Linked DNA regions of Mus musculus: regions 2, 3, 4, 5, 6 and 7 are each linked to region 1. The links are chromatin contacts, called in public HiChIP or PLAC-seq and promoter capture Hi-C maps. All regions are on one chromosome and are shown on one strand. Each heading gives the region's core, a stretch centred on a gene start, on an enhancer-like site or on the middle of the called end of the contact. The rest is flanking DNA. Distances are from core to core; before and after follow the strand shown. Region 1 holds the start of Chmp6 (charged multivesicular body protein 6). Region 2 holds the start of Arhgdia (Rho GDP dissociation inhibitor (GDI) alpha). Region 3 holds the start of Cbx8 (chromobox 8). Region 4 overlaps Tbc1d16 (TBC1 domain family, member 16). Region 5 holds the start of Cbx2 (chromobox 2). Region 6 holds the start of Gaa (glucosidase, alpha, acid). Region 7 holds the start of Sgsh (N-sulfoglucosamine sulfohydrolase (sulfamidase)).

Region 1 (3,873 bases), core at 476-2,975:
AGTGCCCCTTACTCTTTCCTGCCATCCCGCAGCAGCTGCCTGGCCAGGGCCCGCTCCCTCTCCAGCTGCTGCGTGACCCTCTTCTGGTACTGCCTCAGTTTGTCCCTCTGCTGCTTCAGTTGCTGGGGAGAGAGCAAGAGTGCAGGCTGGTCAGCGGGTCCTTCTGCCAGGCGCTCACCAGCATGGTCAGGAAGGGCCAGGTAACCCTGCCCAGCAGTGGCCTCTGCCACCCAAAGATATGGAGCAACATCCAGAAACATCCCCAGCCTTACAATGCAGTTGCAACTGGCCTGCCCCAAGCCAAGGCCCACTGTGCCGAGGAGGAGACTTTCATCCTCTTCAGTCACAGGAGGATGAGGCTGTGATCAGCCTGAACTCTGTGGGTCACTGCTGTGGCCACCAGGCCCTGGGAGGCTCAAATGTAACAAAGGGTCTGAAGTTGACATCTTCTGCCTCCCCCTCCCCAGCCACTAGCCAAGTGCGCTCAGTCCTCCTGTTCAGCCCATTTCTGTTCTGTGTCCAAATGCCGACCCTTCAGGCGGAGCCATGATGAACAGGTACAGGCCCTGGGCACATGTCACACACAGAATGAAACCCTGAGGCAGACTATTTCAAGTGAAGGCCATGGGCACCTTTAAGGTTTAGTTAGTGAGAAACCATTCACCATAGACTGTAGGTTACCTAGGAGAACAGGCTAGCTGGGGAGCTCTGCTAGCGTGTTTTGTGTGTGTGTGTGTGTTTGAGCATGGGCCTGGGTGTGGTTCTGGGTCTCCCACCTTCACCCAGTGTCCTCTACAGGGTCTGCCCCACGGTGGGCATCAACTGCATGACAGAGAGTGCTCACTATTTCCACCCTTTAGGTTTGGAGACCTTGAGTTAGGCTACCCATGCTCTTCTCGGGTGGTTATTTCTGCCAGCTGTTTACAAAGCATCAGGCATCTTGCCTGGGGAGACAGGGGCACCAAATGGAGCTGCAGGATGGCCAGACTGTGCCTCTGGAGACCAAGCAATCTGAGCAGGTCAGGCAGTGGCAGCAGCAGCACCTGGAGCTAGGCACTTTCCTTCCTGGTGCCTGGCGCTCTGGGACTGTTCAGATGTGTGCTTGACAGTGGTGTCCTGAGCCTCCGAATTCCACAGAGGAGCAGACAAGGTGTGTCCTGTCCGCAGGACCCACCTCTGTGACAGTTTTACTTAGAGATGGAGGGCGGTGTCCTGAGACACGAGTGTCTCGGGGGCTTCCAGCTCACACAGAGGCTGCAGAGATGGGGGACGAGCACCCTTTCCCAGTAAGAATCACGCTGAGACTTTTAGTGAAAGCCACGCCCACGGGATCTTTATCTGGGGGCTTTTTCTAGGAACTTTCAATAACTTATGGCTTGGGATTCCAAGGCCAAGGCCACAGGCTTCCTTCCTGGCACCTTCTCTCACGGATCGGCGCTCAGCCCCGAGACACAATCCCGGTCTTTCCGGGCCGAGCCGGGGCTGGTCCAGGAGTCTGCAGCTGGGCGCGCCATGGCACCGGAAGCGCGGCCCGCTCCGCTTCCCGCCTCAGTTTCCCCCACGGGGCCCGGCCCCCTGCCCGCCGTAGGCCCCTCACCAGGATGGCCCTGTCCTGTTCGGTGACTCGGCTCTGCTTCTTGCGGCCGAACAGGTTGCCCATGGCGGCCCCGCGCCGGCCGGCCGAACCCGTCGCAGCCGCCGCTCTGCGGCCACCGTACTCCGCCCGACCTACGGCGGCCGCGCGGAGCCACGCGCCTCAGAACGCGAAGCAGCTTCGTCCCTAGCGCAGCGCACCGCTGGACTTACTAGGCGATGCGAACGCCCTCCCTCGGCCTTTCAGCTAATCAGATGGGACTGTGATTAATTCAGAGCACCTCACAGGAGTGAGCCTAAATCAGGCTTCCTGACTTTCAAAACCGCCCAGCCGACGCCCCCCTCCCCGCTGGCGCAGAACATACACACACCCAGTGTTTTGGACCTACAAGTGCTTGCTGAGAAGTGTGCACCAGCGTTCACCTGCCATTCGGCGCTGTCACCTTCGTCCCCTAGTTTCCTCACTGTGGACAGTCCTTAGGCTACCGTTGAGTCAGCCCGGTTGCTGGGACTGACACACTAACCCCAGGGATTCTCTGATCACACCTGCCCTCTGTAGGCCCTTGGTGAGTCAGGGGGCGGGGACAAGACACTCATGAGTGGGGCTCTACACCCTAACAGCCCCAAAAAGGGCGCCACTGTCCTGAATTCAATGCCTTTGCTAGGAGGGGAGTTCTCCTTCCCCACGGCAATCATCCGGGTAATATCCCTTCGGGAGGCAGACAGTACAAGCAGCTGGGCCAATTACTAAGCATTCTTGTTCATTTACACCTTTCTGAACGAAGGGCTCAGTCTTAGCCTCAGGCTCAACACATTATGAATCCAGTAAAGCCAGTGGCTATCCCTCGGCAGGCAGCTTCTTCTGATTCCTGAACTGCCTGCATTTTCCCTTCCCCCACCCCCAACTCCTTCAGTAAACAAGGGCAGAAGGCATGGAGGGGGCTTTCCGGTGTCGCAGCAGTGGCTCTTGTGACTCCTTAGGCATAAGAGGCTCCCAGTCTTGACTTGGTTTTAAGAACAGCACGAGAGGCTGAGAGTAAAGTCCATGGTAAGGACTTGGGGCAGGCTCTGGCTACCAGACCTAGGGTTCTAGCTCCTTCTGTCACTTAGAAGCAGTTTCTAGAGGTTGGTTTTTTTGTTTTGATTTGATTCCAAGGGGCCTTCTAACTAGCCAGGAACCCTTTATCCCAGGGTTCTCTGTACAGTCAGCTGCCCTAATCGGGCTCAGCCACTGACTTTGATGGTTAGCTGTCATATCTTAGTCTCCAATGCTCTGTGGGCCAACTGGCCCCATAAAATCGCAGTAATGGTACCCTGTCCCTGTGGTCAACATGACTATAAAGGGCAGTACTGGGGCAGAACTTACTAGAAGGCTGGAGCTTCCGACCTGTGTGGTTCTCATGCCCTAACCAAGGGCATGTTCAGGGGTGTGGGACAGAGGTCTTGTGCAGGTCCAGGGTATCTCTGGCTGGTTTGGGACTTGCTATGCAGACCAAGATGGCCTTGAAATCACCCACTTTCTCTGTCCACTCTTGTCTACTCCGTGCTAGGATGCCCTGACATCCCAGAGTCACTAACTGAGGCCCAGTCTGTCAAGCAACAGCCCACAGTACCCAGTGCCTTGCTGGCTGCAACCATTTAGCTAGGAGTATTTATTGCCCAGGGAGGGTTCTGTTTCTACCATAACACTCTGGAAGCGCTTCCACACATTCTTCCTAGTTCTCTGCCAATACAGAGCTGGAAATGTCTGAATTCTTTCCGTCTGTAAGCCAGGATTTGGCAACTATGGCCCGTGAGTCAAACCGGTTTGATCTCCCCTCTCCTTTTTATACAGCCTACAAGCTAAGAATAAATATGGTTTTAAAATTTACTTACTTATTTTAAAGATATTTTCCTCTCTCTGTAGCCCTGGCTGTCCTAGAACTCACTCTGTAGACCAAGCTGGCCTTGAACTCCCAGAGATCTGCTTCCCTTTGCCTCCCTTTGCTGGGATTAAAGATGTGAGCCATCATGCCCAGTAAGTTTTCTGTATTTTAAAAGGATTCTCTCTCTTTCTCTCTCTCTCTGTCTGTCTCTGTGTCTCTTTCTCTGTCTCTCTGTCTCTCTCTCTCTGTGTGTGTGTGTGTGTGTGTGTGTGTGTGTGTGTGTGTGTGTGTGTGTGTGTCTGTTATGGCTTATTTATTTATTTATTTATTTTGGTTTTTTGAGGCAGGGTTTCTCTGTATAGCCCTGGCTGTCCTGGAACTCACTTTGTAGACCAGGCTGGCCTCGAACTCAGAA
Region 2 (3,573 bases), core at 475-2,974, 670 kb before region 1:
CTTAAAGAATTCATAAAATATAATCAGGGCCAGTCAGTGGTGGCACAAGCCTTTAATCCCAGCACTTGAGAGGCAGAGGCAGGCGGATTTCTGAGTTCAAGACCAGCCTGGTCTACAGAGTGAGTTCCAGGACAGCCAGGGCTACACAGAGAAACCCTGTCTCAAAAACAAAAATATATATATATATATAAAATAAATCAGGGAAATGCTGACTGGACTTTTAATGATCTTTGTGATTTTTTTCAAATGTGAATCACTGTATGTATGTAGCTAGACCGTATAAAAAATCTTTGGGCATGGGCAGGCTAAAAAGATGGCTCAGCAGTTCATAGAGCACTGGCTCCTCTTTGAGAGAGATCTTGGGTTTGATTCCCAGTACAGTACAGAACCCACTACTGTTCTAACTCCAGTTCCAGAGGATGCAATGCCCTCTTCTGACCTTTATGGGTACTGCACACAAGTGGTTCAGAGACTACTTCAAAATATTGATATGCATAAACATAAAAACGCAGCTTTGGAAGATTTGTACTTTGAGCGTCAAACCAGGGAATTGTGGGTGGCACAGAGCTCAATAAACCAGGCTCATCCAGTTGGAGGACCATGAGCCTCCTGAAAAGCCAGCTTGACACACTTCGTTGGGCACACCTGTGTGTAGGTGGAAGGCCAGCCAAATTCATCATACAGTAAGAGTGGGGATAGTCACGTGGCTTTTTGTTTTAGAATAGTTCTGCATAGAAGAGCAGCTACCTGGATGTAGGGTAATGATATTGCAAATCCATCTTCCTTAGAGATAAAAATAAATGAGCTTGAAAGAACACTTGGTTTGCTTCAGATTGATGTATAGCCAGAGGGTATGCGTGCTTGTGTAAAATAACTGGGCCACAACTGAAGATGGAGAGTGGAGGCCATTGGATTCCTCATCTTTTAAGTTTGATGACTCTCCGGAGCCAACAGCTGTTTCCTGGATACCACAGGGGCAGGTGTGGCCAACAGAGCAGGCCAGAAGCGATGGCTTTTGTGGGATTAAGCTATAGAAGTCCCCGTAGTGCCCCTTAAATTCCTGCCTCCCCTCAGTCTGAGGCTACACTCAGAAGAAGCCAACATGGAGTGCCCTCACGGAGTAGCAGGAACTGAGACTCCTCAGGAGGAACTGGAGTGGCTGGCACAAGCACACGACCGGGAACCCCCCCAGCCAGGCCCTCCACTAAGGAGGCTCCATCCTCAGCGTCGTGAAACACGCCTGGCGGTGATGGTGCACGCCTTCAATCTCAGCATCCTGGAGGCAGAGGCGGGCGCGTCTCAGGGATGAGGTTCAAGATAGGCAGGCAGCCCGTTCCAAGGAAAACCGCTCCTCACAGCAAAACCATACAACTTCTAACATACGGGGGCTCGGGGGGCACGCAGTCCCCAGAGCAATGCGCCAGGCAGCACAGCTACAGGGCACTGCGGTCGGTGAGGACTGTGGTTCTGTTGACTCTGAGGACAATGGGACAAGGGCCAGGCACGGCAATCAGGGAACCCTGGGAGCCACAGAATGGCCGCGCGACGCTGCTCTGGAAGAGCCGGCTCTCGTGTCCCACAAACCCTCGCACCCGGCATTCGGCAGAAGGCGCGAGGGCGCCGGCCCACGCGGGACGCGCCCACGAGGCCCGCAGCAAAATGGCGACGGCGCCGACCCGCGCCCCCTGGCGGCGCATGCGCAAGGCGACCCCGCCCGCGAGAGCGGAAGTCTTGTGACCCCGGAAGTGACCGTCCGAGCGGCGGGCGGCGGACGACGTTCGTCATTTGGTGCGGGAGGGAGCGCGAGAGCGGCGGTCGAGCCTCCGGTGAGTGGGCGCGTGGCGCAGCGCGGTGCAGTGCGGGAGGGGAGTGGGTTGGCTTTGTGCGGCGTCGCGGGCGACTGCGGCGCTCGCGGGCGGGGCGCGGTCACCCGGGCGGGCGGGCGGGGCGGGCCAGGGCGGCAGCGCAGGTCCTGCCGGAGGGGCCGCGGCCCCCCGGGCCTGCGCGCCTGCTACCAGGGGACCCCCTTCCTCGGCCTCGCGGGCGGGGTCCGGCGCGGGGCCTGGCCCGGGGCTCCCGCCGCGCGGCCCCGCCCCGCTCGGATTGCGGGCTCTACGGAAGTGCGGGCCGCGCCCTGATGCTGTCGCCGGCGGCCACGCTTGGCGTCGGGTGGGGTTGTCTGTAGCCTCCGGGTTTCGGACCGCCGCTTTATGTGTTTCCTTGGCGGACACCTCTCAGAGGGACAACGGCCGGGCTCTTCCCGGGACCGCTGCGCATTGCCTGTAGGCATCACAGTGGGTTTCCGAGAGACGTTTGGGAATCTGCGGAACTGAAAGGCATCTAGGCGCTTCCGTCCTGGTTGGTTCCTCACCGCCACTAAAGGTTTAGGGTCAGGGCCCAGAAACAGGCTCCTGAGATTTATTTGCAAGCGGTGCACTAGCTCCCAAGTTGCATACGCAGACCCTCACTAGAGAGGACAGACCTGCGTATTTAGGATCCCCTTTGGGCTCTTGGGATTTAAGCGGTCATCACATAGTTGAGCTTAGGACAGTATTCCATTGGAAGGGACGAACAAACAGACCCTTGTCCTGCACGTGGCTAACATACAGAGCATCTCCCTGTCGGAGAACTTACCTCCATGACCCAACCCAGTAAGATGAGAGCCTGGGCAGCTAGGGACAGCAACAGGACCCCAGGGATTTAGTGTTGCGTCTGCCAGTTCAGTTCGGTCTGGAGGCTTATTCTTAGTGGGGAGGAAAGGTGTTTTGCTTCTCTGAGGAACAGGCTGTGGTCCCATTTCGTTGCTTGGGGTTCTAGTCCTCTCAAATGGGCCTCTGCGTAGGGCAGTGGCAGCATCCTCTCAAAGTTCCAGTCAGGTGTCCTGCAGGTGTCAGGGTCTGCCTAGGGTGGAATGCCTCCAGGCTGTCACAGTCCTGCTCATGCCCCGCCCACAGGTGTCCCAAGCTAGAGGTAAGCATGGCAGAACAGGAACCCACTGCTGAGCAGCTTGCGCAGATAGCTGCAGAGAATGAGGAAGATGAGCACTCTGTGAACTACAAGCCTCCAGCCCAGAAGAGCATCCAGGAGATCCAGGAACTGGACAAGGACGATGAAAGCCTCCGAAAGTACAAGGAGGCCCTGCTGGGCCGAGTAGCTGTCTCTGCAGGTAGGTGGCTTGGAGGAAGGATGTCATCTAAACCTGTGCCCAGTCTCTTTCCAGACCACTCTTCCAAGGAGTGAGTTTAAAAAGAAAAATCTTAAGGGATGGGACTCTGACTCTTAACTCTCACTCTGCAGACCCCAACGTCCCCAATGTCATTGTGACTCGACTGACCTTGGTATGCAGCACTGCCCCAGGCCCTCTGGAACTGGACCTGACAGGTGAGTGGGTATTAGAATCCCTGGGTGGGGCCAGCTGGCATCTTGCCTCTACCCCTAAAAATAATTTTCTGCACTGATGCCCTCTGGTGGAGAAGAGGGGAAGTGCAGCTAGGGGCTTGCCGAAGCTCTGCTTTGTGTCAGGGAAGGGGCTGGGGAGAGTGAATGTAGCAGGGTGGAGAGCCCTTCAAGCAA
Region 3 (3,679 bases), core at 454-2,953, 870 kb after region 1:
GGAGCTAGCCCCAAGGCCAGCACTGGCGCGTGCAGTGTGTAGCGCCTTGGACCCGAGGCCAGCTTTGCGCTCTGGGCTTCCTGCCTTTCGAAACAGACTCCTTAGCTCGCTGTTTTCCGGGCTTCGTCGTTTTTTCTTTTTCTCTCTCCCCTTTTCCCAGCCTCTTCTTGGCCAAGGGAAACTTTTTTCAGCCAAGTTGATATCGCGATTTAAATAAATTGTGTGTTCCGAGGTCGGGCTCTGTGATCTGGAGCTTGGGTAGTAAAAGGGCAATGTGGGGATAGCTGCTGTTGAACCCCCCCCCCCCCCGCGCCTCAACAGGGGTTACCACGAGGGGAGGAAAGAGAGCCTAGGAGCAAAAGGTCATTGAGTGTACTCAGGTGTGTAAAAGGGACTGAGGCATCTCTGCGCGACCCTCGTCCCCTACCTGGGACTTGCCATCTTCGCGTCGGGGGTGGGGGTGGGGGTGTCTCTTCCAGGCCGCACTAGATACCGCCACACCCCTCAAAGTCCATACTGATGTTTGTCGGGAATCCCCCGCTTACGCTTACGTCGTCTAGAAGAGCCCGAGACAGAAAGTGCACTAGCTCTGCACCCAGGTCTGGAGCAGAGCCGCGGCGCCTCCAGAGCTAGCCAGGCTCTAGGCTCTGCCTCGATGGTCATAGGCTCCTTAAACCCACCCAGGCCGGGACAGATGTGGTCAGGGTTGACTTCTCTCAGGACTGAGGAGTGGATTGGACGGAAACTGCAGGCTGGGTCAGGAATAGAGGCTGGGGCAGGGCAGCTGAGACTTGGGGACAATGAGGGTGGGAAGAGGAGGCTCGCGACCCCTCCTGCAGGGTCTCGCTTCAGGATGGATTCAGGCGGTAAACACTGGCTTGTGCCAGTCTGCTTTGGGCTTCTGAGCCCGGAGAAGCGCCCACGCCAGCTCGCAGGACCCGGAGGGTGGACGCGGGCAGCGCTATGCGACTGGAGACCAAGAGCAGGCTCATTGATTTGTTAGCTGGATGGGACTGGTGAAGAAGGGAGGAGGGGGCGTTGCCATGGAGACCCAGGGTGCGCGGCCGCAAGGGAGGGGTCAGGGAATTAGTAGGTTCGGCGCAAGCGACGTAGGTCCGGGGGTTCGGGCGCGGCTCGATGCGCCCCAGCACCTGTGCATTGTGCATCAACGGCGGCTGGCGACCAGGATGGCGCCAGCTAGGGCATGGGCAGGTGGGGAGGGCCTGGGTCTGCAGAGGGGCAGCGCCTGGCTGGCACCTACGCAGGGAGCCCTAATAGCTCGGCGGGGCAAGCCACGCACCCGGGGAAACGCTGGGCAATCAGGCAGGGGGGCCAGGGGCGGGAGCCTAGGGCAGCGGCCCCCCTGTCCAGCCGTGCAGACTGACAGCAGCCGGGCCCGCCCCGCTTGGCGTCACTTCCGCTGACGGCTCGCTCCCCCTCCCTCTGGGTCTCTGGAGTGGACAGAGACCCCGCCTCCTGGCTATTGGAACGCGGGTCACGTAGCAACGCAGGGGAGACGGGGAGAGGGGCGTGGCCGGGCGCTAGTCCAATCAGCGCCCGCAGAACGGGCCCAGGACGCTTGGCTTTAGCAACGTCGTTAGCAACACGTGGGGCGGGAGGAAGCGCTGGGAGGGGGTGGAGGGAGGGAGAGTGCGCGGGGGAGGGAGGAGAACTGACGTCAGCGGGAGAGTATTATGGGCTGTCGAGGGCTGGCTGCTGCTTTTCTGCTCCTGGAAGCGGCTGAGGGGGGAAGCGGCGAGTCAACATGGAGCTCTCGGCGGTGGGGGAGCGGGTGTTCGCGGCCGAAGCCCTCCTGAAGCGGCGCATTCGCAAAGTAGGTGAAGGGGAAGGCGGGCGGCGACGCGAACTCTCCCTCACCAGGGCCCAGGCTCCCTCCCCTTGCTGCAGCCCAGCCTCCCTTCCCCCAGGTCCCAGCAGCGGCCGCGGCCGTGGCGGCGGCGGCGGCGGCTCAGCCCCAGCGCTCTCCTTAGACTTGCAGCCCTGCACAGATTGCATGGATGGGGGGTGGGGTGGGGGATGAATGCCGGTGCATGCACTTTGTGCAGCGTTTCTGCAGGGGTGCTGCAGTGGACTGGTTCCTTTGGCGGTAGTGTTTGGAGCATTCATTTGGTGCATGCATTTTCGTGTGTATTTCTTGTGTCCTCGTCATGCATTTCTCCCCACGCACACACATACACAAGCATTTTCCCTTTTGCATCTGCAGGGACGCATGGAATATCTCGTGAAATGGAAGGGCTGGTCGCAGAAGTAAGTAGGTTATATGCAATCGCTACCCCACACTGATATCGAGGAGGGTTCTTTCTTCCTCTTTTCCCCTTCACATTGAAATACAACACAAGGCAGCCGGAAAAGTTGCACACACATACACGCCCTCCACTCTGTCCTCTCTCTCCTGCTCCAGGGACTGATGCTCCATTCTTCCTGGTTTCCTTTAGGTACAGCACGTGGGAGCCCGAAGAAAATATTCTGGATGCTCGCCTCCTTGCAGCCTTTGAGGAAAGGTACAGACCCTTAGCCTAGCCACTCACTAGAACCCATACACGCTGACTTCGGTGCAGCCAGGACACACCCCCTTCTCTCTCTTTTCTTTCTTTAGGGAACGGGAGATGGAGCTCTATGGCCCCAAAAAGCGAGGACCCAAGCCTAAAACCTTCCTTCTCAAGGTATGTTGCGATCTCCAGAGGTGGAGTGTGCCGTTCAGGGAGGATCTGCAGGGCTTGTAAATCAATGGGTGCCCTTGCCTTGTGTGTATTTGTAATCTGGACTTCTGTCAGAGGCCCCATCACGGAGTTCTAGAGGCAGGACTTAGCTGCACCAGAAGGCCTTCATTCCCACCCCCCCTCCAGCCATCCCAAGTAGACCTCTGTTACACAAGGAGTCTGTTGGTTGCAAATGGCTTCTTCCAGACAAACCCTCATTCCCCTCCCCCAGACTATTACTAAGAGCCCACCTCCCCACTCAATTAGAATTTCCCAGGCATCCAGGGAAAGTTGGGCAGTCAAGGCTAGAGGTCGTGGGGGGGTGGGGTGGGCGGGGGCGGGGCTTTTTTCTCCTCACAACAACTTCCTTCTGCAGGCCCAGGCCAAGGCAAAGGCCAAAACCTATGAATTCAGAAGTGACTCTACCAGAGGCATCCGGATCCCTTACCCAGGCCGCTCACCCCAGGATTTGGCGTCTACTTCCAGGGCCCGAGAGGGCCTGCGGAACACGGGGCTACCCCCACCAGGGAGCAGCACCAGTACCTGCAGGGCAGACCCACCTCGGGACCGGGACCGAGAGAGGGACAGGGGTACCAGCCGTGTAGACGACAAGCCCAGCTCACCGGGGGACAGCTCCAAGAAACGAGGACCGAAACCCAGGAAGGAGCCCCTGGACCCTTCACAGAGACCTTTGGGAGAGCCCAGTGCCGGCCTTGGAGAGTACCTGAAAGGCAGGAAGCTGGATGAGACCTCTTCTGGGACAGGAAAGTTCCCAGCTGGCCACAGTGTGATCCAGCTTGCTCGAAGGCAGGACTCAGACCTGGTGCAATATGGTGTGACCAGTCCTAGCTCAGCAGAGGCCTCGAGCAAGTTGGCTGTGGACACCTTTCCAGCCAGGGTAATAAAGCACAGGGCTGCTTTCCTGGAGGCCAAAGGCCAAGGTGCCCTGGACCCTGGTG
Region 4 (3,693 bases), core at 1,092-3,591, 700 kb after region 1:
TATGTGTCGTGTCATGTCACATGGAGAGGACTGTGGGTCTTAGGTTTGGGGATTAGAGATGCTGAGCCTGGTGCTGGGACTGTGTAGCCTCTTTGGACTGGTTTCTTTCACAGAGATAGATAGACCCAGAAGGCTCCTTCACGCATTTCGAGTGCCTTTGCTGAGTGACCTCCCTCATCTGGAGCAATCTGAGTCTGTCCACTTAGCTGTTCTTAATTCTGGCATGAATAAGCTGCTGTAGGCATCCATGTTCAGGCTTCTGGCGTGTCAGAATGCATAAAATGTGTATGTATGCATGATACATGTGTGTCACATTCATGTCTGAGGGCACATGTGTGTGGGTCATGCGTGGCAGTCAGAGGACACCTGCAGTGTTGGTCTTGTCTTCCACTTCACTGAGGCACATCCTCTCCTGTTCCTGCTGCGTTGCATACCCAAGGCTGTTTGGTTTGAGAGTTCTGGGAGGTTCTGTCTCTTGTCTTCTTAAGTGAGTTCTGGTGCTCTGAGCTCATGGCGTCAGGCTTTGCCTGACAAACGCCTTAACCCACCGAGCCATTTCCCAGGCCTAAGCTATGTATTTTTAAAAACAATTTCAGGTTTTTAGAAAAAAAAATGAGAACATCCAGAAAGAACTGTTTGTAGTTGTATAACTCCCCCCCTCCCCTTAGATAGCAGACTTTACCACCTTAACCATTTCTAAGCTTAGGTCTCAGGGCTTGAGCTTGCTCTCAGGGTTCAGTGACCACTGCAGAATTGGCCGCAGGCTGAAGCCCGAGTTCCACCTGCTCCTCCCTTCTTGCACCTGCTTCTTACTGAAATCCCACCCAGCCAGCTCCCAGACTTGCTGCCCACCCTTCTCTCTCTTCCCATGCTCCTCTCTGTTTTTATACCCTTTGGCCATTAGGGCTGAGTGGAGACCCTGGCACTGCTCTCTTGCAACATCAGACACCAACCGTAGGTTCACCCCTGCCTTGGGGACTTGGTGCTCCTGTTGGGGACTCCCTCTGGAGTCTTCCCGCACCCCTCTACTTGTGGAACTGAGCACACGTGATATGTGGAGGAGCTCGGTGTCTGACCAGGATCCTGGAAATATAATGTGAGGCTGCGTGCTAACCCACTCTGACTCCTGCTGGCCTGCTGCCATGTTCCTGCCCTGCTGCCACCTGGCAGGCTTCCCCGTGACAAATGGGTAAGAGGCCAGGGCACAGGATGCTGGTGGATCCTGTAGGCTGTTTTAGGCTGGTGGACTTGGGGAGGAGGGATTGGGACTGTGTGGTGGACAGAACCTTTGCCCCTAACCTCCAGTGGGCCTGCTCTCCGATGACAGGAAAGGCAGGTGGGAAGAAGGGCTCACTTGACCCCACCCCCAGTTCCGTCAGCCACTGCCACAGCAGTAGGAAGCTCAGATCTATGAGGGCCCCTTTAGCAGGGAACAGCTGCATCCTGAAGAGGTGGGGAGCCAGGGTGACTTGACCTTGGCGTCCAAGGGAATAATTCAATTATGGATAGGGTCCTAGTTTTCCCAGAGGGCCTCTAGATCACCAAAGACCGGAGGCTGTTCTTTGTCCCTGCTTTCTTGTTTGTGTAGAGGAGCCTATGACATCACAGATCAGCCTCTGTCTGGTCCCTGGCTTGGGAGGACACACCAAGGGACAATAGAGGATAGATACCCAACCAAGCCCTGTTTATGGGACAGGCAGGGTTTGCCATGACAGTAGGGGCTGTGGCGAGAAGCCAGAGCTTGGGTAAGGAGGGCTGCACTGTGAGACATGGCTGCCCAGCTGCACAAGTACCCTACAGAGTCTACAGTGTGCTTGGAGACAGCCCGGGAACACTAGCTCTGATCACCCAGTGCCGCTTGGACAGACGAACGCTGGGCTGCTGAGTGGGGAGCTCCCCAACCCCCACTCTTCATGCTCACGGTGTCCAGCAAGCGTTTCGAGGCGGAGCTGGAAACCTGGGCAGCTGACGTGTCTTTATTTGTGCAGCTGGAGAGGGATCAGAACAGATAAGAGCTCTGGGGGTGTGGTGTGTGCGGCACGCAGCGCGTGTGTGCCTCCGGTATTCGTGACCTGTGTGCCGCAGAGCTAGGTCTTGGGGGCTCCCTGCACATACAGAGAGGTTGGAGACCCCCACCCGCAGTGTTGATTGAGGACTGCCATTCTGTCCAGACTGGCCCTGGTGTGGTGCTGGCCACCCAGGCTGCTGAGTGTTGCCTGCCCTGCTCAGCTCTCTTTCTCTGGGTTCCTGCCAGCAGTTTTCCCCAGCTGGGGTTAGGGATGACTTATGGGCCCTGAGCAGAAAATTACTGTCAGAGCCAGAACCCCAGAGACAGGACCTAGGCAGGGCTTTGCTGGCTGCTGTGCCTCTCATTTGCTCTCCTCACCACAGGGTGGCAGGTATGGCAGCCAACACAGCAGAAGCCTTGGTGTGAGCAGGGAGCTGGGAAGAGACACTCAGAGAGGGCAAGGGAACAATCCTCACAGCCCCTCCCTCCCCACTGCCCCCTCCCCACAGCCCCTCCCTCCCCACTGCCCCCTCCCCACAGCCCCTCCCCCCCCACTGCCCCCTCCCCACAGCCCCTCCCTCCCCACTGCCCCCTCCCCACAGCCCCTCCCTCCCCACTGCCCCCTCCCCACAGCCCCTCCCTCCCCACAAACCCAGCTCACCCCTTCCCTGGGCAAGCTCTGGCCCTAGCTGGTTAGGGAAGAGCCCTGGGGTGGACCTGGAGTTCTAAATAGCTTCAGTCACTTCCCATAGCAGCAGAAGCAGGGTGTGTGTGCCTGGGGTTCCTGGTGAAGTCTCAGAGCCTGTATCTAGGGGAGGAGGCTGCTTGCAGGAGGCTCACTCTCAAGGCTTTGGAAACAAGCTGTGGTTTGCAGAAGGGTAAGGCCATATGCACCCGGCGAGAACTTCTGGGCTGGGTAACAGTCTCCCAGAGTCCTGCTGTTTCTGATTGGAGATGGGTTGTGTGTTGTTATGCGTCATTCATGGGTTTATTCATATGGTGGTGGTGACGGTGTAGAGAGGAGGCTAGTGGAGCTCCTGACCCCCTGCCTCTCCCTGAACTGCGCCTGTGACGACTTGAACCATTGGAGCGGTGGTAGTGAGATCCCTGGATCCTATGTGTGAATGCATACGTGTTCCTCAGGTGTGCAGCATGGATATGTCTGAAGGGCACCGATGAGAACATGGAACGTGTAGGTCCAGGGCCACAGCTAAGGGCCCCAAATATCTCAGCATTATGAAGTTATCGTTGATTTGCCCCTTTTTATCATTCACCCATAAAAACATTCACAGTAATAAAACCGCTATACATGTACACTCTAAACTGGAGGACAGTCAGCTCCCAGGCTTTGCCAGGTAGATATATGATAGATGAAAAGTGGCTCTTTGAACATTAAAGATATAAGAAAAAGCAAGATAAAAGATGAACTGCGCGGTTTGTGGCTTGAGGAGAATTCCGGGAACATGAAAAGAAGTCAGGAGTCGCAGAGACAGGCTCCCATCCATTTAGAAGTAAACGGGGGACTTCTGTCCTTCAGAGTAGGCGGTTCGTGGCAAACACCGGTAAGGTGGTGCCCAGCACAGGGTCCAACAGTCCTAGTCCGCTCTCTTTCTGTGTCGAAGACCATGACCAAAAAGGAAAGGGTTAATTTCCACTTCCACACACCTTTCAAAGTCAGGGCAGCA
Region 5 (3,919 bases), core at 98-2,597, 890 kb after region 1:
CAAGAGAAACCAGAGGCTGTCTGTGAGGCCTTAAAGTGCTCCACCACAGGCTTCCCCACACCACAGCCCCAGGCCACTGTGTCACCAGCCAATTCCACCCAACTCTCCCCTCCTCCAGAGTTCTCACTTCTTCTGGAAGGCTAGGAGCAGCCTCGGGTCCAAAATGTTCTCTTCTGGCTCCCAGCTGTTGTGTCTGGAAAAGCAAAGCAAAGGGGGGTGGGCGGGCTGGTGAGCAGCATCCAGGTGGGCTGCCGGGGACAGCTCCCACAGCCCCGCTGGGACAAGGGGCACTGCGGCAGAGGCTGTCCTCTGAGGTCTTAGAAGTCCTTAAAGTTAGTTAGCATCCCAGCCTCAAACCCACAGGCAAACTGCCACCTCAAACCCCAGCAGGCCAGGAGAGGACTCGACAGTCTACACTGGGAGGAAAACAAACCCCAACAAAGAGCAAAGCTGCCGAGGGAATCCCCTGGGCCTGGCCCGGAGCCAGGGAGGGGAGGGAAGGCAGGTAGGGGAGGGGGAGCCGGGGGGCACAGACGGAACAAAGTGGAGGATACCACCGAGAGCGCGGGCAGGGCACCGGGTTTGGGGAGTGGTATCTGGAGGGGATGGGGCTCAGGAAGGAGGGTGGCGGGGCAGCTACAAAGGAAGCCCTTTCCGGAGAAGGCCGGGTCCCCGTCCCTCATTGAGAAGAAAGCAAGCTCGGGCCGGGGGTAGGAGTAGGTGGGGGAGCCCTCCCACCAGTAGGAAGCTCAGGTTACAGCAGGATAACTTGGGCAAGGGGAGGGGGCCCGCGTCCCGCGCCAGCCGCGGCCAGCTCCTGGGCGGGGGCGCATGCAACAAATGGGCGCCAGAAGCGCGCGGCGCGGAGGCGGGCCGGGCTCCAGGGACTCGGGGCTGGAGGCCGCCCTGCTCGCTCCCCGTGGGCTCGTAAACAAAGGGCAGCGCCAGTCGGCCAGAGTCCTCTGGGTCCCGAGGCACAGGACTTCCCGCCCGGGCCTGCGATGCGAGGGTTCCCACCCAGGCCGGGAGGCGCGCGCGGGAAGGCGGCCGCGCACCGGAGACTCACTTGGAGGACCAGCCGCGCCACTTGACCAGGTACTCCAGCTTGCCCTGCGGAGAGATAAGAGCGGGCGGTTAGCCCCGCAGAGCGCCAGGCGCACGCGGGGAGCGGGCGGGGGCTCACGCACCTTGCGGAGCCGCTTGCTCAGGATGCACTCGGCGGCGAAGACCTGCTCGCCCACGCTGCTCAGCTCCTCCATGCCGCCGCCCGCCGCGGCCCGCGCCCCGCAGACCCCGGCTCACTGCTGCACACAAAGCGCCGCCCCCGCCGCGCCCCGCCCCGCGCACGCGCGCCGGAGTCGCCCGCGCTGCTCTACCCGCAGCCGCCGGGCCAATAGGCGCGCCGGGCGCGCGGGGCGGGGCGCGCATTGTTCGTGGTAGCCGCGGCGGGGACCAGTCCGTGGGGTTGGGCGCTCTCTGCACTGTGTCGGGAGGCTGCGTGCTCCGGGAATCCTGGGGTCCGGCCGCTCCGGATCGCAGGTCCCTGCGGAAAGCTATTGTTTGGCCAGAGGGCGGCGAAGCGGGGAGCACGCGGCGCTTCTTGCCCCCGCCAGTGAGGGGCGCTGCTCCCCACTAGTCCTCTACCAGTCAGGGGTACAAAAAGAGTGGAAAAGTACGGGGTTCGGGAGGGGACACCGAAAAAGGAGCCTCGAAACTCTACTTAAGGTTGTAGATGAAAAATTCAGGTCACTGGAAGAAGACTGAACTCCGAACTCTTAACTAAAGAGTTGTGAAAATGGGACCTAGTTCCCCGACTTTTAGTACGCGCGTGGGGACACAACCAACTTGATTTTTTTCTTAGTTTATTTCACGATTTTGGTGACGTCGACGTGGGCCAGAGGGATCGGTGTGCAGACTTGGGTGTAACTGGATTCTTGTCACTGCTTGCTAGCTCTGCTAGTAAAGTCCTTTGGATCAATTTCCAGGGGTGGCCCCGGTCCTCCCAGGTCGCCATGGCTTAGGCGCCCTACCCATTTATTTTCCCGCTCAGACATAAATTCCGTTGAACAGTCTCCTTTGTAAGTTTTGAAGCGAGTCAAGCACATGATGAAAGAAGCGTTCTCTCATTTAATAAAGCAGAATCCAATGAAAATTCGCTTTCTGGTTTTGCCTCTTTCTTGAACAGGCTGCGAATCCAAAGTCACACCTTTGTAGGACCTTGTCTTCACGTAACCGTGAACCTATTTATGAAGGAGTAATATCTTTTGGTTGTAAAGCTTTCTGCCCTAAGAAACGAATATCGGGAAACCACTGGGTTTTAGGGTATTCTTCAGTTTAGTTGGTTGGTTAAATCTGCTTTGGAAAGAGCTCGCAGCTGTTTGCAGAGGGGGCAGGGAAAGAGACATTTTTTTTCCTTCTTTTTTCCTTCTTGAGAGCGCAATGATTGCTCATTTAGGTGCTTGGTGCAGTAGTGGATGAAGCAAGGGGGAAGAGAGCCGCTGAAGTCTCCCAGACAGCTCTTTTTGTCCCTGTTCAGATCAGCTGGGCAGTAAATGGTTGCGCTGTACAAAGGTGTGCTTATTGTAATCCTATAAATAGCTGGATCCATTTCAACTGCTGCTTGCGCTTCGGGATTCTATGGGGTGTCACATTTACTGTTAGAATCTGCCCACTATTCCCTTTCTGGAACAGGGTATACCAACACAGTTGCTTACTTATTTTTTAAGAGCAAAGAACTTTAAAAATACAGTTCTTTCTTGTTTGGCGAGAAGTAGCCAAGAACCTAATATGAACACATTGGAAAAAAATAAGTCTCTTTACCTGAAATATGTCTGTCATATATCTTATCTGTCCAACCATGAAAACCTAGTTGGGGGAGAGAGTAGTTAAAATAATTAATTTGGAGAAACAGATACAACAGACTTGACTGGAACGGAGCCATTATCAATGCAGCCAAGGCGTGATTCAGAATTTGTGGCATCTCTGACTCACATCTTTGGCGTAGTAGGATAAGTTAGACTGGTTCTTTCATTTATTTCATAAGCAGCTAATCTGCGTTGACCGGTGCCAGCAACACTAGATACTGAAGCGAGTCTTTAGCAGCGGTCTGACCAGACTGGTATGAGCCCTGGACACCAGGGTCCTCACTGTCTACTGACTGGTGCAGAAGGAATGGGATTTGAAATTGTGTGTCCTTTTATTTCATTGAACTTCTAATGGCCACCTGACGCTCATCGTCACCTACAGGACACCAAGACGGTCCACAAGATACAAAGATCTGGGTTGAGGAGATTCTAAGTGAAAACAAAGCCCTGTAAGTCAGCCCCAGACTATCTGTGCATAGCAATAACCTTGGAACGTTTAAAGACCACATAGAAGAGATAAATCAAATCCCGTGGCAATGAAGTCTAGGCCCCGAGGAGTCCATTCTGGGAGTGACTGTCTTGGTTGGTGCCATACAACATGGACAAGCCTTCAGTTTTACTTTTGTTTTCTGGCAATCCTGAAGATTGAACCCAGGGCTTGGAGCACGCTAGGCAAGCACTTGGCTGCTGAGCTCCGGTCCCTCTCTGCCTTGTGTAGTTGAGAGAGGTTGGAATCCTGTTAAGACAGGTAAGTATGGGCTGGAGAGATGGCTCAGCAGTGAAGAGCACTTGCTGCTCTTACAGAGGACCTGGGTTCTGTTCTCAGTTCCCATATCGGGCAGCTCGCAGCTGCCTGTAACTCCGGGGAATTGCATGGCTTCTAGTGGCTCCCAAGAGCACCAGGAAAACATGGTAAATGTACATACATGCAGGCAAACACTCATACACATAAAATTTTTAAAAATCTTTAAAATAAAAAAAGGGAAGTAGAGGCTGAGGGAAAATGCTCATCTCTCTTGAAGAGAAGCCTGTTTGCAGCACACATACACGTATAT
Region 6 (4,021 bases), core at 518-3,017, 650 kb after region 1:
TGCAGGAGTGTGGGCCTTCTGGAAATGGGGCTTGGGTAGAAGGCTGGGGTGACTTCTCCATGTGGTGGGGCTCAGCACAGAGGACGGTTCTCAGGGTCACCAGACACACTCAGGAGATGGCCCGGCTGCAGAAGAGGCAGCTGTGAATACTGATTAGCACTTGGGGACCAACTGTGGCCATTGGTGAGTCAGGGTGCTTCTGGTTGGCAGTGTTTACCCACAATTCCTGTGACTTTCTCCGGCTAGTGGCTCCCCAGTTTTCCAGTCCAGGAGGGGGTTGTTAACTATGACCCGGCTGGGGCTCTGCCACGCCTAGATGCCAGTAAGCCCCAGGTTGCCGCCATACCTCTCTGATGGACTGCCTATAGACCATGGTGGTTCCGAGGACCCCTACACCATGCACCAAGTTTGGCAATTCACTAGACTATCTCACAGAACTCAGAAAAGCACTTCACTTATATTTACTGGTTGGTTGGTTTTGAAAGCTGTAACTCAAGAACAGCCAGAATGAAGAAATGGGTGGAGAACGGTTGGGAGTGGCTCCCAGGCTCCCAACACTCAAATGTGTTGATCAACTGGGATGGTCTCTGAACCCACGTGGCTGCCATGTTGAGACAGGGTCTGCAGTAGCCCAGGCTTGCCTTAACTTGCTATGAAGCCAGGGATGGCTTGGGTCCCTGCCACCATCTCCTACACGCTGGGCTTTCTGGCATTGGAGACCACAGCCAGCTCTGTTCAGTTCTGTGGGCCTTCGGTTACGTAGGCATGACTGAAATCCGTTACCATGGTGAGTGATTCTCCAGCATCTTGAGGGAGTTGGAGTGCTTGCGTAGGCTGCAGTTTCCTACCCTCCAATCACGCCTTGGTCTTTCAGGTGCCCAGCGGCCATAATGAGCCACCATAATGAGCCACAGAAAGATCCAGTGTGTGGATCTGGCTCGAAGACCAGAGACCCATTTTGTCTTTACTGCCGAGTAAGGCCCAGCTCCACCTGGCCCTTCCAGACGTAAGTGACACTGACCATGATTCAGCATCTAAGGACACTCGCAGGCTCAAATTCTGCGGGGCAGGGTGGGAATCTGCATTTTCCAGGACCCTCCAAGGAGGCCGCAGGGCGCAACTCAGAAACACACGCATTAGAACAAAGTCCCAGAAACTGGGAGCAGGCAGCTGAGGCCCGTTCTCTCAGCCACAATTTAGAGAAAAAAACATGGGAAGGAACTGAACTCAGAGGCCACGGCTGACCTGGTGACCTCAAGCTTGCTTTCTGGAAAGCAGCTGGATCGCTGCGTCACCAGGCACAGGCGTGTCCAAATCCAACCTGTCAGACACGGGAGGTCAAAGTGAAGGTTCTCGGTTTCTCTGTGCCTCAGTTTCCCCCTGCGTCACATACACACAGAGCTTTGCCCGCCTGGTACTGCGGGCACGAACTAGAATCCCGGACTTTACCGGAGCCTGCTGTCTTACTAAGGTCACCGTCCGTGGCTGCCTGGGTCGGGGGTCTCACCTATGCCGCGTGTCTCTGCTCGATTCTCCAAAGCAGGAACTCGCTGACAGTCGGCCCTGCCTGCCTGGAGGAGGCCGCTCCTCCGGAGGCTCTGGGGCCGGAGACAGCCTTCACCAGCTCGCCCAGCTCACCTGCGCAATCACCCTCCAGGCCGAAGACCCCCAGGCTCAGCGGGCAGCGTGGGTCACGTGGTCTGTGGGCGGGGCTCGTCCGCGCGGACCTCGTCACACGACCTCCTGCGTAGGCGGCGGAGTCCGTGTGAGTGTTATCGCTGCGCCCCCTAGTGGCTGAGGGCGACAGTGAGCGCAGGTGTTGGAATGGCAGCCATAGGACGTCATCGCGTTGCAAAAGCTCCAGTAGATTAAACCAGCCCAGACCTGGAGTCAGAGTCAAACACGTGATCGCACAGAAAACCTACGATGGTGAAACAGTAAATGATCCGGGGCATTTGATATAAGTATGATGCAGGTCATACATTGAGCCAGAAGCCCGGGGTAGTAGTGCAGGCATGTGATCCCAGCACTCGGGAAGCAGCAGCAAGAAAGATTGACAATTTGAGGCCAGCATACGACACCTGGTGAAACTCTGTTTCAAAAACCAAAGTTGGCAGGCCGGATGTAGATAGGGGTAGAGCACTGGCCTACCATGTGCAAGGCCCTGACTCTCCTGTACTGCTGGGACCACTGGGGGGTGGAGGGGCATTTGTGCCTCTGGCTGTCAAACTTTTGAAACAATGTACACCAAGAAATTCAACGCCCCCCTCCCCATCCCATGCTGGGAGAGGAGAAAGGCCTGAGAAGACGGTGTCCTCAGCTCTGGCAGCTTGTCGGAGCACAGTGTGTGCAGGCAGGATAATGAGAGCCAAGAGGACTGGCCAGCGAGGGAAGGTGGATGGACTCTGGCCAGCTTGAATGTGCTGAGCTTGGCTCTGGCAATCTTTCCCTTGTGCCCATTCCCTCTGCCTTGCTAAAGAAAAACAAAACAAAACAAAACAAACAAACATTAGATTACATTCCTAAAGCTAGCCATCAAGGTCTCTTCCCTTATTTGGCCACTTCCTCCGCCTAAGGCTGACTGCCAGGGGCCAGCTGTTAAAGTATTGAAGTCCAGCAATCCGAAGCCCCCTTTGGTTCATGTAATTAATACACCAAACCAAACCTTACCACCGCATGCTAGCCCATCCTAACACAGGCCTCCCCTTCTCTCTTCTTTTTTTTTTTTTTTTTTTTTTGTGTGGTTTTTTGAGACAGGGTTTCTCTGTGTAGACCAGGCTGGCCTCGAACTCAGAAATCCGCCTGCCTCTGCCTCCCGGGTGCTGGGATTAAAGGCGTGCGCCACCACGCCCGGCCCCTTCTCTCTTCTTAAAAATGACACCAGCAGCCAACAATGGCAGCACACGCCTTTGATCCCAGCACTGTGAGGCAGAAGCAAGTGGAGCTCTGATTTTCAGGACAGCCTGGTGTACATACAGAGTGAGTTCCAGGATAGCCAACGGTACACAGAGACCCTGTCTTGGGCCCGCCCATCCCCCCTTACACCTGCCGAGTCATTTGCTGCTGTTCTTCACCTTTGTTCCTGGTGGCTTGTGCCTATTCTGGGGTCCGACAGGGAAACCCCTGCTCTGCAGAGGTCTCCTAACAGACAGGAGCGTCCCGTGACCAAGCATGCTTGGCTACACAGCTCTTCTGCCCTATTCAGAGTTAGAGCTCACACCAGGACACACCCCCGCCCCCAATTTGTTCCATTCCCATCTGTTTTACCTCCCAAAGTGGCCACACCAACTAAACCCCCTTTCTCTGCTGTTCACTGTTGTCTCTTTAATTGGTACTGGAGACAGGCGGCTGAGCCTAGTTCCCTAGGGCTGTCAGACGATCAGAAAACTCTAAAACAAGCCCAGCCAGAGCTTACAGGTGCACTACTGAAACAGCTGCTGCTTTCACCTTCCTTCCTTCCTTCCTTTCTTCCTTCCTTCCTTCCTTCCTTCCTTCCTTCCTTCCTTCCTTCCTTCCATCCTCCCTCCCCCCCTCCCTCCCTCCGTCGCTCCTTTCTTTTTTTAAAAAAATTTATTTACTATGAACAGTGTTCTTCCTGCACGTCAGAAGAGGGCACCAGATTCCATTACAGATGGTTGTGAGCCACCATGTGATTGCTGGGAATTGAACTCAGGGAACCTGGAAGAGCAATCAGTGCCCTTAACCACTGAGCCATCTCTCCAGGCTAGCTTTCATTTCTAAACAGCAAGTACTGGAGAAGGCCACGTTTCGGTGGGTGTGTCCAGGGCGGGGTAGGCGGGTGAGTGGAGCTCTTGTGTTGGAGCAGGGTGTGTGTGTGTGTGTGTGTGTGTGTGTGTGTTTGTGGAGGGATGAATAGGGTGGGTGGGGCTGGGGTCTCCCCAGCTGCTTGGCTGTTTTTAGATATCAACCTTTTGCTGGGCAGTGGTGGCACACACCTTTAATCCCAGCACTGGGGAGGCAAAGGCAGGCAGATTTCTGAGTTCGAGGCCAGCCTGGACTA
Region 7 (3,918 bases), core at 39-2,538, 560 kb after region 1:
GTGACATGGAGCAGTGATCAGGGGCTGAGCTTGGGAGAAGGTGGCGTTATCTTCCCAAGGGCGTCAGGAGCATAGCCTGCCTTTTGTGGCAGGGAGGCTGAGCCAGGTGGCTAAGTTTACCAAACCACCATGATCTGGGAAAGGAAGCCAGCAAAATGTGCACATGGGCCTGCACCAAGGATTCAGGGAGGCCTCAGCCTCTCTTTCCCATCTCTGGGCCATAGCCCCTGATCCCAAGCTCTGGTGTCTCTCCACTGTCAACCCCTACCAACCCCCCCTCCCCGCCCCCCGCAAACTAGCTCTTGAGGGGATGCCTAAAGACGACATTTTCACCCCGAAGAACCTGCTCCTTTCTTTTACCCCCTCCCCGGGGAACCTGACTATCCCAGCCCAGAAGAAGCAGGTCCTGCAGGCTCAGGCTTCCTCTGGCCGGCAGAGTGTGTAGGTAGGCAGCCAGGAGGCCCTGAGGAGCCAAGATTTACACCTCACCAAGTGTACACCTCACCACCGCAGAGGGCCACCAAGGTGTTAGGTAGGACTCCACCCACCACTAAGGGCTGCAGTTGGGGGAAAGGGGGTGGGAGTATGTGACATCCCTGAAGTCAAGATTTACCCAGCACCCACTTGTGGCATTCATAGCCCAAGGGTGGGAGGGCTGAAGATTCTACTTTGTTTTCCAAAGACTAACTGAAGCTCTCAAATTAATTCTAGGTACGTAGCATCCGCTAAGATCCTGGCGAACAGACACACACACACACACACACACACACACACACACACACACACACACACACACACACACGTGTCCCAGCCCATAGCTGACTCCTCATTACTGGTCCACACGCCCCAGCCCTGGAAATGACACTCTGGACAAAATCCACTCCTCCCCACCCCCACGCCGCCGCTAGCGCGGGATCCCGGGATCGCGGGGTGGGGTATGGGGGGGGGGGGTTGGGAAACGGAGGCTGAGGTCCCAGTGGGGAACACAAACAAGTCTGAGAACCTGGAGTAAGGCGGCCCGGACTCTAATGGTTTGCGGTAGGGAGGGTTCCCGGAGTAGGGCTCACCCGAGGACTCAGCGCTGGCCCCACAGCTCCTGGTGACCCCAGCCCACACCGCCACACACTCCCTCTCTCCATCACAAGGACCCAGATTCACCCACCGGACGCTGAGACTCAGGGTCTTCCGAAGTGGCGGTAGCTGAGTCCGCAGGAATCTCAGAAACAGAGTGGGCAGGACATGGGCGGGGCCTGCCGTGCACGTGACCGTGGGGAGCGGACGAGCCGGAACCGCTTACCCTGACCGGCGCCGCCATGCACTGCCCGGGACTGGCCTGCTGCACAATTCTGTTGGTCCTGGGACTCTGCGGCGCGCACTCGCGCAACGTGCTACTGATAGTTGGTGAGTGCCGCCGTCCCTGGCACGGCCACCTGCTGCTGCTCCCAGAAGCGGCCACTGGGCTCTTCCCCGCCACTGGCCCATGCTGACCCCGGCGCGCCAATTCCTTGCCGAGCCTCCTGTTGCAGGTCTCTTCCTGGTGACTCTAAATGCGTCTGGCCCTCCCGCTTCTGCCATCCCCAAGCTGGCCAGCATTCCCACATCTGTAGTCAAAGCTGCCAAGGAGACCCGGTGGACCCCGGCTACTCATGCAGACCTCTGATAAGGTTCCAGAAATGAGAATAGCCTGAGTCCCCGAGTTTTTGCAGGATGCCCTGGTCAGTTCTCTTAGCTCCTGGCCCAAAAGTACAGTACTCCAATGCCCACGCAAACCACCAAGTTCCTCCTGCATTCATGAGACTTCCTGTTTGGGTGATCAGTGCCTGGCTTGTGACAGCCCAGGCCTTCTGAGGTCTGGCTCTGGGCCAGGCCCACTCTTCTGATAAACTTTGTGGTATCTGGGCAAGCCAGTTGGTTAATTGTAACATAAACAGTGCTGTCTTTGCAGCACTACCCCCAATCTCTCCAAGGATAGTCTCGAAGATCGGCCTAGGGTGTATATCCACCGGATAGGATTGGCGCTGGAATCCTCTGGAGCCAGTTCGTGTGGCTCTGGAACTTCGGTCCTGTCTCAGCTTGGACAGCCATCACAACAAAACCTGGCAGTCTCAGGGCTAGAGAGGTGGCTCAGTGGTTAGGAGAAGTGGCTGCTCTTCCAGAGGACACAGGTTCAATACTCAGAACCCACATGGCGGCTCACAGGGATCTGTAACTGTTGTATATGTACATGCAGGGAAAATACGGACAAAGCAGAAAATAGAGTCACACTCACGCATGCACACATGCACGCCACACTACAGGCCAGGTTTTTAACAAACCAATGTAAGTCTAACAATTTCATTATATGGAGAGACTGGGTTCAGAGAGCCGGCTCCTCCCTCTGTTTCTGGGGAGGCCTTCCTGGATTGTTGATGACACCTGTCTCATTTCCAAACCTGACAGAGAAATGCCACAGTCCTGTTCGATTGGACCCCACCCTCACTTAACTGTTGAAGACTGGATTCAGATAATGACAGCAGGAATTTTAGGACTGAATGATCAGGGTCAGAGGCAAGAGCTGAGACCTCTGTGTGCAAGCAGCATGGCTTCCTGGCATGCAACAGAAGGCACACGTAACACAACCACTCCTGCCTGTCCTCCCATCTGTCCTCCTGGCTGTCCTCTTGCCTGTTCTCCCATCTGTCCTCCCTCCTGTCCTCCATCCTGTCCTTCTGCCTGTCTTCCTCCCTGTCCTTCTGTCTGTCTACCTCCCTGTCCTCCCATCTATTCTCCTGGCTGTCCTCTTGCTTGTCCTACTGCCTGTCCTCCCACCTATCCTCCCGTCTGTCCTCCCGCCTGTTCTTCTGTCTGTCCTTCCGCCTGTTCTCCTGTCTGTCCTCCTGCCCATCTTCCTCCCTGTCCTTCTGCCTGTCTTCCTCCCTGTCCTCCCACCTGTCCTCCTGCCTGTCCTCTTGTCTGTCCTCTGTCCTGTCCTCCTGCCTATCTTCCTCCCTGTCCCTCTGTCCTCCCGCCTGTCCTCCTGCCTGTCTTCCTCCCTGAACTCCTGGCTTTCCTCTTGTCTGTTCTCCCATGTGTCCTCTGTCCAGCCCTCCTACCTGTCTTCCTCCCTGTCCTCCCACCTCTCCTCCCGCCTGTCCTCCTGCCTGTCTTCCTCCTTGTCGTTCTGTCTGTCTTCCTCCCTGTCCTGCCATCTGTCCTCCTGCCTGTCCTCCCGCCAGTCCTCCCACTGGCTCAGCTGTCATTGGTTCTTGTCCGAGTGGTCCAGCGGGGTGGAGGATGGTGGCTGGACTGGAGGCTGGGTATCCATCTTTGTTCAGGGACTGCATTGCCTCTGAGGCAGGTGGGTGACATGTTGCTCCTGGGTTCCCACTGGGTAGTTCTGGGGAACTCCTACAGGGCTGTGGGTGCTGCATGGCATCTCTCACACTTCTGGTGCCTCCTGAGGGGTCAAGGGTCAGAAGCAGACAATCTGCATGGCTGTCTCTGAAAGATGCAGAGGTGTGGTGTACACACACACACACACACACACACACACATACCCCTCAGCTGTATCCTAGGCGTGTCTCTCCTGCCTGGCTGTCACTTGTGAGGTAGAGTCTTCAGAGCCCCAGTAGTCTGCAGGGATTACATGCAGCCATCACCTACTAACACACCTGCATGGACTCCAGTCTGTTGGGGTGTGAGCTCCTCACGCTAGCCTACCTGTTAACATTCCCACCTGAGTTTCCTGTGTTCCCTGCAAACCATGGTGTCTTCTCCCCCTGCTAACATATCACTCAGGGATCTTGCCTACCTGTGTTCCCTGCCTGCTCACAAACTCCTATATCGTTGTGCCTGGCATCACACCCCCTCAGGCTTTCCTTCTTCTGGGAGTGTCTAGTCCAACTCCTGAGCATCACAGGGACCAGCCTTTGCAGCAGT

Evidence for each region. Promoter capture Hi-C pulls out the DNA fragments that hold promoters and counts their contacts. HiChIP or PLAC-seq counts read pairs in DNA pulled down with a chosen protein or histone mark.
Region 2: a FOXA1 HiChIP or PLAC-seq map of pancreatic cancer cells shows a contact between it and region 1. The contact joins the promoter of Arhgdia here to the promoter of Chmp6 in region 1. A contact is called at or near these places in 2 of 115 datasets of contacts at active chromatin or transcription factors (microglia and pancreatic cancer cells).
Region 3: an HNF4G HiChIP or PLAC-seq map of pancreatic cancer cells shows a contact between it and region 1. The contact joins the promoter of Cbx8 here to the promoter of Chmp6 in region 1. A contact is called at or near these places in 1 of 39 promoter capture datasets (hippocampal neurons) and 5 of 115 datasets of contacts at active chromatin or transcription factors (embryonic forebrain, embryonic stem cells, forebrain and 2 more).
Region 4: an H3K27ac HiChIP or PLAC-seq map of extraembryonic endoderm stem cells shows a contact between it and region 1, with 3 times the contacts expected there. The contact joins the enhancer-like site here to the promoter of Chmp6 in region 1. A contact is called at or near these places in 2 of 39 promoter capture datasets (embryonic stem cells and hippocampal neurons) and 3 of 115 datasets of contacts at active chromatin or transcription factors (extraembryonic endoderm stem cells, pancreatic cancer cells and stem cell-derived neural progenitor cells).
Region 5: a contact with region 1 is called in an HNF4G HiChIP or PLAC-seq map of pancreatic cancer cells. The contact joins the promoter of Cbx2 here to the promoter of Chmp6 in region 1. A contact is called at or near these places in 4 of 39 promoter capture datasets (hippocampal neurons, liver, pre-B cells and 1 more) and 3 of 115 datasets of contacts at active chromatin or transcription factors (embryonic forebrain, neural tube and pancreatic cancer cells).
Region 6: a contact with region 1 is called in a promoter capture Hi-C map of embryonic stem cells, with 3 times the contacts expected there. The contact joins the promoter of Gaa here to the promoter of Chmp6 in region 1. A contact is called at or near these places in 10 of 39 promoter capture datasets (the HPC-7 cell line, the SN4741 cell line, cranial neural crest and 5 more), 2 of 15 datasets of contacts at CTCF or cohesin (embryonic stem cells and pro-B cells), 1 of 484 Hi-C or Micro-C datasets (embryonic stem cells), 9 of 115 datasets of contacts at active chromatin or transcription factors (bone marrow-derived macrophages, embryonic basal ganglia, embryonic forebrain and 5 more) and 3 of 9 other capture datasets (adipose tissue, embryonic stem cells and macrophages).
Region 7: a contact with region 1 is called in an H3K4me3 HiChIP or PLAC-seq map of embryonic limb bud, with 5 times the contacts expected there. The contact joins the promoter of Sgsh here to the promoter of Chmp6 in region 1. A contact is called at or near these places in 4 of 39 promoter capture datasets (the C10 cell line, pre-B cells, second pharyngeal arch cranial neural crest and 1 more), 3 of 15 datasets of contacts at CTCF or cohesin (large pre-B cells, pro-B cells and stem cell-derived epiblast-like cells), 22 of 484 Hi-C or Micro-C datasets (B cells, CD4 T cells, the G1E-ER4 cell line and 7 more), 15 of 115 datasets of contacts at active chromatin or transcription factors (the SCID.adh cell line, T-cell acute lymphoblastic leukemia, bone marrow-derived macrophages and 12 more) and 5 of 9 other capture datasets (adipose tissue, embryonic stem cells, liver and 2 more).

What each region holds. Positions count from the first base shown.
Region 1 is chr11:119,911,662-119,915,534 of GRCm38.p6, reverse strand. It overlaps Chmp6 (charged multivesicular body protein 6), which reads right to left and starts at 1,725. Exons shown (of 8, transcript NM_001085498.2): 1 at 1,598-1,725; 2 at 13-122. The coding sequence starts at 1,660. It overlaps Gm39485 (a long non-coding RNA gene), which reads left to right and starts at 1,723. Exons shown (of 3, transcript XR_003949830.1): 1 at 1,723-2,159.
Region 2 is chr11:120,579,775-120,583,347 of GRCm38.p6, reverse strand. It overlaps Arhgdia (Rho GDP dissociation inhibitor (GDI) alpha), which reads left to right and starts at 1,724. Exons shown (of 6, transcript NM_133796.8): 1 at 1,724-1,826; 2 at 2,955-3,166; 3 at 3,298-3,381. The coding sequence starts at 2,977.
Region 3 is chr11:119,038,937-119,042,615 of GRCm38.p6, reverse strand. It overlaps Cbx8 (chromobox 8), which reads left to right and starts at 1,703. Exons shown (of 5, transcript NM_013926.1): 1 at 1,703-1,834; 2 at 2,225-2,268; 3 at 2,457-2,522; 4 at 2,618-2,684; 5 at 3,097-3,679. The coding sequence starts at 1,766.
Region 4 is chr11:119,213,804-119,217,496 of GRCm38.p6, reverse strand. The region is part of intron 1 of Tbc1d16 (TBC1 domain family, member 16); the gene reads left to right. Among named protein-coding and RNA genes, the nearest start is that of Tbc1d16, 13 kb to the left of the region's middle. Within about 2 kb of position 2,341, at least 191 of the 459 cell types and tissues checked have an H3K27ac peak or open chromatin away from gene starts, as enhancers often do. A contact at or near this core is called in extraembryonic endoderm stem cells and pancreatic cancer cells, where this site is marked.
Region 5 is chr11:119,020,449-119,024,367 of GRCm38.p6, reverse strand. Cbx2 (chromobox 2) reads right to left here and starts at 1,347. Exons shown (of 5, transcript NM_007623.3): 1 at 1,188-1,347; 2 at 1,067-1,110; 3 at 128-193. The coding sequence starts at 1,259. It overlaps Gm35829 (a long non-coding RNA gene), which reads left to right and starts at 529. Exons shown (of 3, transcript XR_389218.4): 1 at 529-1,095.
Region 6 is chr11:119,265,709-119,269,729 of GRCm38.p6, reverse strand. It overlaps Gaa (glucosidase, alpha, acid), which reads right to left and starts at 1,767. Exons shown (of 20, transcript NM_008064.4): 1 at 1,508-1,767.
Region 7 is chr11:119,352,880-119,356,797 of GRCm38.p6, reverse strand. It overlaps Sgsh (N-sulfoglucosamine sulfohydrolase (sulfamidase)), which reads left to right and starts at 1,288. Exons shown (of 8, transcript NM_018822.3): 1 at 1,288-1,401. The coding sequence starts at 1,314. Slc26a11 (solute carrier family 26, member 11) reads right to left here and starts at 1,241. Exons shown (of 17, transcript NM_178743.3): 1 at 1,163-1,241.